2 separate regions of the Anser cygnoides genome follow, and region 2 is linked to region 1. The links are chromatin contacts, called in public Hi-C maps. All regions are on one chromosome and are shown on one strand. The core of a region is the stretch at or near the end of the contact, and the rest is flanking DNA. Distances in the headings are between cores, read along the strand shown.

What was found. Hi-C and Micro-C count contacts between places; a contact is called where the count stands out from the background.
Region 2: a Hi-C map of liver shows a contact between it and region 1, with 15 times the contacts expected there. The contact joins the enhancer-like site here to the promoter of VAV2 in region 1. A contact is called at or near these places in 4 of 7 Hi-C or Micro-C datasets (fetal liver and liver).

The regions. Positions count from the first base shown.
Region 1 is chr20:4,167,262-4,169,961 of Taihu_goose_T2T_genome, forward strand. VAV2 (vav guanine nucleotide exchange factor 2) reads left to right here and starts at 1,333. Exons shown (of 27, transcript XM_066981004.1): 1 at 1,333-2,005. The coding sequence starts at 1,802.
Region 2 is chr20:4,243,227-4,246,050 of Taihu_goose_T2T_genome, forward strand. The region is part of intron 2 of VAV2 (vav guanine nucleotide exchange factor 2); the gene reads left to right. Among named protein-coding and RNA genes, the nearest start is that of SARDH, 54 kb to the right of the region's middle. Within about 2 kb of position 1,290, at least 3 of the 3 cell types and tissues checked have open chromatin away from gene starts, as enhancers often do. A contact at or near this core is called in fetal liver and liver, where this site is marked.

The sequences.
Region 1 (2,700 bases), core at 83-2,582:
TTATCCGCATATAATAAACTCCTCTGTAGCCCTCTACCTACAGACCTGATCTCACAGGGCAGACCAGCATCCAGTGAACCAAAATTATCCCTGGCAGGGCTCCACGCCTTTCAATGGCCTCGTGATTCCTGCCCGGTGGGTGCTGCTGGAGCCCTAGCGGGAGGCCAGGCAGAGAGGCTGAACGGTGAACTTCAGGAATGAGAAAGTTATGGTGAGAAATCTCCTCCGCAGGGTACGGGGAACTGCAGGCTGAGATCAGCATGCTCCCGAGTATACCCGGGGCAGGGCGTAGCTCTGATTGCGAGGCCGGGGCATATGCATGCTGCTCCTGGTCCGATTATACGCGCACTCATCCTGCCCTGCCAGAGGCGTACCAGGCACCGCACACAGCCAGACCAGGGGCAGACCGAGCGCCAGCACGTCAGGCTAAAAGAAGCACTTCCCGTGATATTAAAAAAAATAAATAAATAAAAAAGCTTCGCCAAACTGTCCTTGGAATATCAAACAATTGTTTTTCATTCTTCAGAGGGAATCTTCCTTCCCATGCTGGAAGTGAAGGGTCATGCCAGCAGAGTTGCTCTTTCTTCTTTATCTCCGCTTGGCTACATTTGGAAGAGATTAGCGTTGCATTTGTTTGACATCCAGGTTAATAGCTTCCCTTCGTCCCAGCCTCGGCTTCCGGTTTTGGCTATCTGGAAAGCCAGGACGAAAATTAATCGACAAACTCTTGGGAGAGGATCTCCGAAGAAAACTCAGACCAGATTTGAAAAGGGGCTGCTCTGAAGTGCGCTGATTTGGATGGGAGCCACCGAGTGAAAATTAGAGATTTTCAGGAGTTTGCTGCCAAGGAGTTAATGGCCGAGCGTTGAGGTTTGCAATAAATACGCTGGTAATTAATTATAGGAGTTGTCTTCGTGTTTGAAAGTCAAGGAACGCGACCGCTTGTTTGGGTTAAACATCTCCCCTGCAGTATTTGCAGCCCAAACACGAGCCGGGGAGGGGGAGCGCGCGGCCAGACAAAGCAGCGGCTGCTCGGGGGGTGCTGGGGGGGGGTCTTGGGGACCCCAAATGCGAACGGGGGCCGGGGGGAGCGGAGCAGCGGGGCGGCTGGGGGGGGGGGGGGCCGCTGCAGGACGGGGAGCGGGGAGCTCCGGGAGGAGGGAGCGGGGAGGGGGGGTGCAAAAAGGGAAAATAAAAAAAAAAAAAAAAAAAGGAAAGGAGGCGTGCAGCGCTCCCGCAGACAAAGGGGCGGCGGGGGCGGGCCGGGAGCTCCTCCCGGCGGGGCGGGGGCTTCGGCCCGGGGGGGGGGGGGGGGGGCAGCAAATTCCCACCCGCGGCGGCAGCGGGGGCGGCCCCAGCGGCAGCGCAGGTGGGGCCGGGGCAGGAGCGGCAGCAAAAGCAGGAGCAGCACCGGGAGCGGGAGCAGCAGCTTCAGGAGGAGCAGGAGCAAAAGCAGCAGCAGGACCAAGTTTCCCCGGGCCGGGGGGGGGACACACGAAGTTGCGCGGGGGCGGCCCCTTTGTTCCCGGGCCGATGCGGCGCGCCTAGCCCCGGCGGTGGGGCCGCAGCGGGGGCAGGGGCAGCCCTCCGCCGGAAAACTCGGCGCCGTCCCCCGCCTCCCCTTCCTCCTCCTCCTCCTCCTCCTCCCCGCCGATGCTTCCCCGGGCGGCGGGCGGCGATGGAGCGGGGCGGTAGCGCGGCGGCGCGGTGCGGAGCAGCCCCTCGGGCAGCCGCCCGCTGCCCCTGAGCAGGGAGGAGGAGGAGGAGGAGGAGGAGGAGGAGGAGGAGGAAGGCCGCGGCCATGGAGGAGTGGCGGCAGTGCGGCCGCTGGCTCATCGACTGCAAAGTTTTGCCCCCCAACCACCGGGTGGTCTGGCCCTCGGCGGTGGTCTTCGACCTGGCGCAGGCGCTGCGGGACGGGGTGCTGCTGTGCCAGCTGCTGCACAACCTCTCCCCCGGCTCCATCGACCTCAAGGACATCAACTTCAGGCCCCAGATGTCCCAGGTATTATTATTATTTTTCTTTATTTTTATTTTTTTTGGGGGGGGGGGTGGCGGTGGCGGCGTGCGCGTAGGGCTCTTTGTGTTCTTGCAAAACTTCGTGGTACGAGTGAGTGCGGGAGTGGGTAGGTGGGTGTGGGGGGGAGAGCTTTTTTTCCAGCCCCCCCCCCCGGCTGCCCTTCGCCCCCTACCCCTGTGTTTTAGCTCCCAGCCCCGTATCCCCCCCCCCCCACCCCGAGGCTCAGCCCCAGCACCGGGGCTCAGCGCTGGGAAGCCATCAGTGGCTGTACAGAGGGGGCTGGGGGGGCAGAAACCGCCCCGGGGAAGAAGGCAGCGTCCCCCCCACCCCCCCCCCTTCCCTGTGATGTATAAGTAATTTATAACACCCCCACGTTTATAGCCCTCTCGAAACAAAAGCAGCCAGCACGGCCGAGATGAGGCCGGCGCGGTTACTGCCAAGCTTTTCTCGAGGCTTAAGTTTGGCTTTGATGCGCTGCAGGAGCGGTGCTCTGAGCGCTGTCCTGGCAGGGTGCTGGCCCGAAGGGCAAAAGTTTGCCCAGGGAGATGAAAAACAAGAGGAAAACGCTCCCCAGGTGCTCTGCGAGCCCACCCCGGAGCCCGGGGGGCCGGGTGCTGCGGGGCTGGGCTCAGCGCTCCCCACCACCGTGGCTTTGGGGTTGGGTGACCCTAAGGCTTTAG
Region 2 (2,824 bases), core at 40-2,539, 76 kb after region 1:
ACTTTGGTTTGCAAATATCCTGCCTTGGCTGTGAGCCCTGGTGTGCGCGTGGAGCTGGGTGGGAGGTGCTGGGGTGGGTGCTGGGCCCCGGGTGTGCAGCGATGCTCCTCGGCAGGTGGGTGGGCAAAGGTGTACGGTGACCGCTGCCACCAGCACCACAAACTGGAGCTGTCTGGGGCACGTCCTGCTGGCGCCTCACAGCAATCTCACGGCTGCTTTGGTTCGGCAGCCTTGTCCCCACTGCAACTCTTCACGTTGCCGGTTTTGCTGTTGGATGCTGTTACCCAGCTCAGAACTAACTTAGCCAGCTTGTATCCAAATTTGGGGTCTGCTTCCCATCCACACTGAGGCGAGGGATTTGGTCTGAGGATTTGTAATTATTTTATTTTAATATTTATATTTTATTTTATTCTATTTGCCCTTCCTGAGTTTAGGTGTCAAATCATTCCATGCGATTTCAGGCTCTGAAACCACCTTCCCCCCAAGAAGCCTGTGCACGGAGGTAGCAACATCAAGGTTTCTGCCCAGGCTTATCATCACTGTGATGAGCTCCTGACTTGCTGCAAAGCAAATCCTCTTGTTCTGGGAATGCACGACGACCTCGCCAGGGTCTGCACAAGCCACGAGCCTGGCTCCAGCCCCTGCAGCTTGCTCCTAACTGCAGGGTTAGGGAGTTCCTCGTATGCAAAGCGTATTCCAGCCCAGCTGCCTCGGGTTGTTTTTGCAAATAACGAGAGTTTATTTTAGTTTTCTAGATGTGCAGAGATACCGCTAGAAATAAGCAACGCTGGAGGAAATAGAAGAGCAGTAAGCACATTAATTTATTTATTTTTGTTTTGTTTTAGTTTATTTTTAAATCCATCATTCCTAAAAGAAAGCACTGGCAGTGAGAAAGATGAAAGTTAGTGGTTTTCTTACGGTGTGGGGATTTTTGCTGGTTTTGTTTGTTTGCAAAAATCCCGTTTCTTTGCTCAGCCAGGATCCTTGCAAAGTGACCGGTGAATTTGAGGAACCTGGGCTGAGACTTGCTTTTGTTTCTGGAAGCGCAGAACTCGGTGCCTTTCGAAAATGAGGCTCTCCGTGAGGCCTCTGATGCTCGGGCTCCGAAACCGCGTCCCTGGCCCTCCCGCTGCCTTCCTGCTCGGGCTGATCCACGGCAACGCGGTCGTACCACGGGGCACGGGGCTGGTAAATGATCAGCTGGCTTGTTTGGTTTAGCTCGTGGCAGAAAACGGAGGAGAGCTGGAATGTCAGGAATGCAGAGAGCGTCCCTCACCCTGCCCGGGGAAACCACCAGGAATTTCCCAGCCCCGTGCAGGTCAGCTGCTGGAAGCAGCCTGTGGCTGCGGGTACCTCTGCCTGCACTTTGTACCTCCAGAGCTCCGTCCCTGGCATCTTGTTGTCAGTTTAGACGTAGTTTTTATGGTGACTTGCGCGCACTGAGTGCAGCTTTTCTTGAGGAAGTTCCGCCGAGAACTGGATGAAGAAGTAATAATAATAATAACCTGCATGAGACCTTATTTAAGCCCACAGCCGGCCTCCTCCCAGAAGACAAACTCGCCCATACAAGTGTGTTTTTCCCAAGCAGAGTGTAGAAATGACTCTGCAAAACCTCCCCGCTGCCGGCATCGGGCACGGGGCTTTCCCCTGGGCTGCGGGATGGGGCACGGCACTGGGCTGTGCCGCGGGCTTGGTCGCTGGAGCCCTCTCCAGCACGGTCCAAGGGAGCTGTAAATTTGGAAATTGCTGCTCACGGCTCCTGGTGTGCTCCTGTAGCACTTTCAGGATGCTGCAGCCTCAAAACTGGCTTCGTAGGTTTGGGCAGTGGGGATACCCAAAGGCCTGAACGTGTGAAGTAATTGGCATAAATCATCGGGGAGCTGATAAGGAGTCTGGGGGCGTGCTGTCTGCCTCGGGAAACAAAGCTTCTGCGTTCCCAGTCTGCCTTAAAGGAAAGGGGAGGTATAAATAACCGGCGAACTGTAATTCCACTCGGTGTCATGTCTGCATTAGCTGCATTAGTATGTCCTAGAACCGCAGGAGCAACTAAGCCTCAGATGAGATCAGGGACCCCTTGTGCCAACCGCCGCTTGGCTGCGTAACGAAGCGGTTCCTGCCCTGCCTAATAGAAAATGATAGCCGGGAGTGGCGGGACGTATTACTGCGCTTCTCAGCACATAAGAACCTGCTTTATGGGGAAAATGACACAGTTTAGCAAACACTTAAGGATTTACTTACTTTTAAGAATGCTGTTTAATCCTGTTGAAATTGAAAGGATTACTTGTTCTTAAATGCACGCTTCGTGCTTCCCTGGCTGGGGCTGGCGCAGGAGCTGGGGTTGTGCGGGGCTTTCTTCGCCCCCAGCTCCTCCTTAGCAAAAAAATAAATAAATTCCTCCTTGGAAAAACCCTGCCTGGTGCCGGACAGTCACTGCTCGCTCTTGTTTCTGGAGGTGTAGGGCTTCTTTGTACCTGATCCTTCTTAAAAAGTGGGTCGCTTCGCTGCGTACCCGAGCGTGGATTTGGAGCCTGATCACAGGCAGGCTCATCCGGATCAGGTCCCGGGCTTTGATGTGCCGGGATGCTCAGAGACATGGGGGTTTCGTGAAAGAACAAAGCAAAAAGCCCTGGCGTGGAGAACAGCGTGCTTCTTTTAGATTTCCCTGGAAGTCAAACCCTCCTCGTAGCTGTCTGACTCATAAACTGATCTCTGTGCTGCGTGAGCCTAATAACAGAGGGCAGAAGAGACTCACCCGCTCAGGAGGGGACGTCCCTGGGGCCGCACGGTGCCCCCGGCCCCTTGTGGTCCCGCCGGCTGGCGGCCG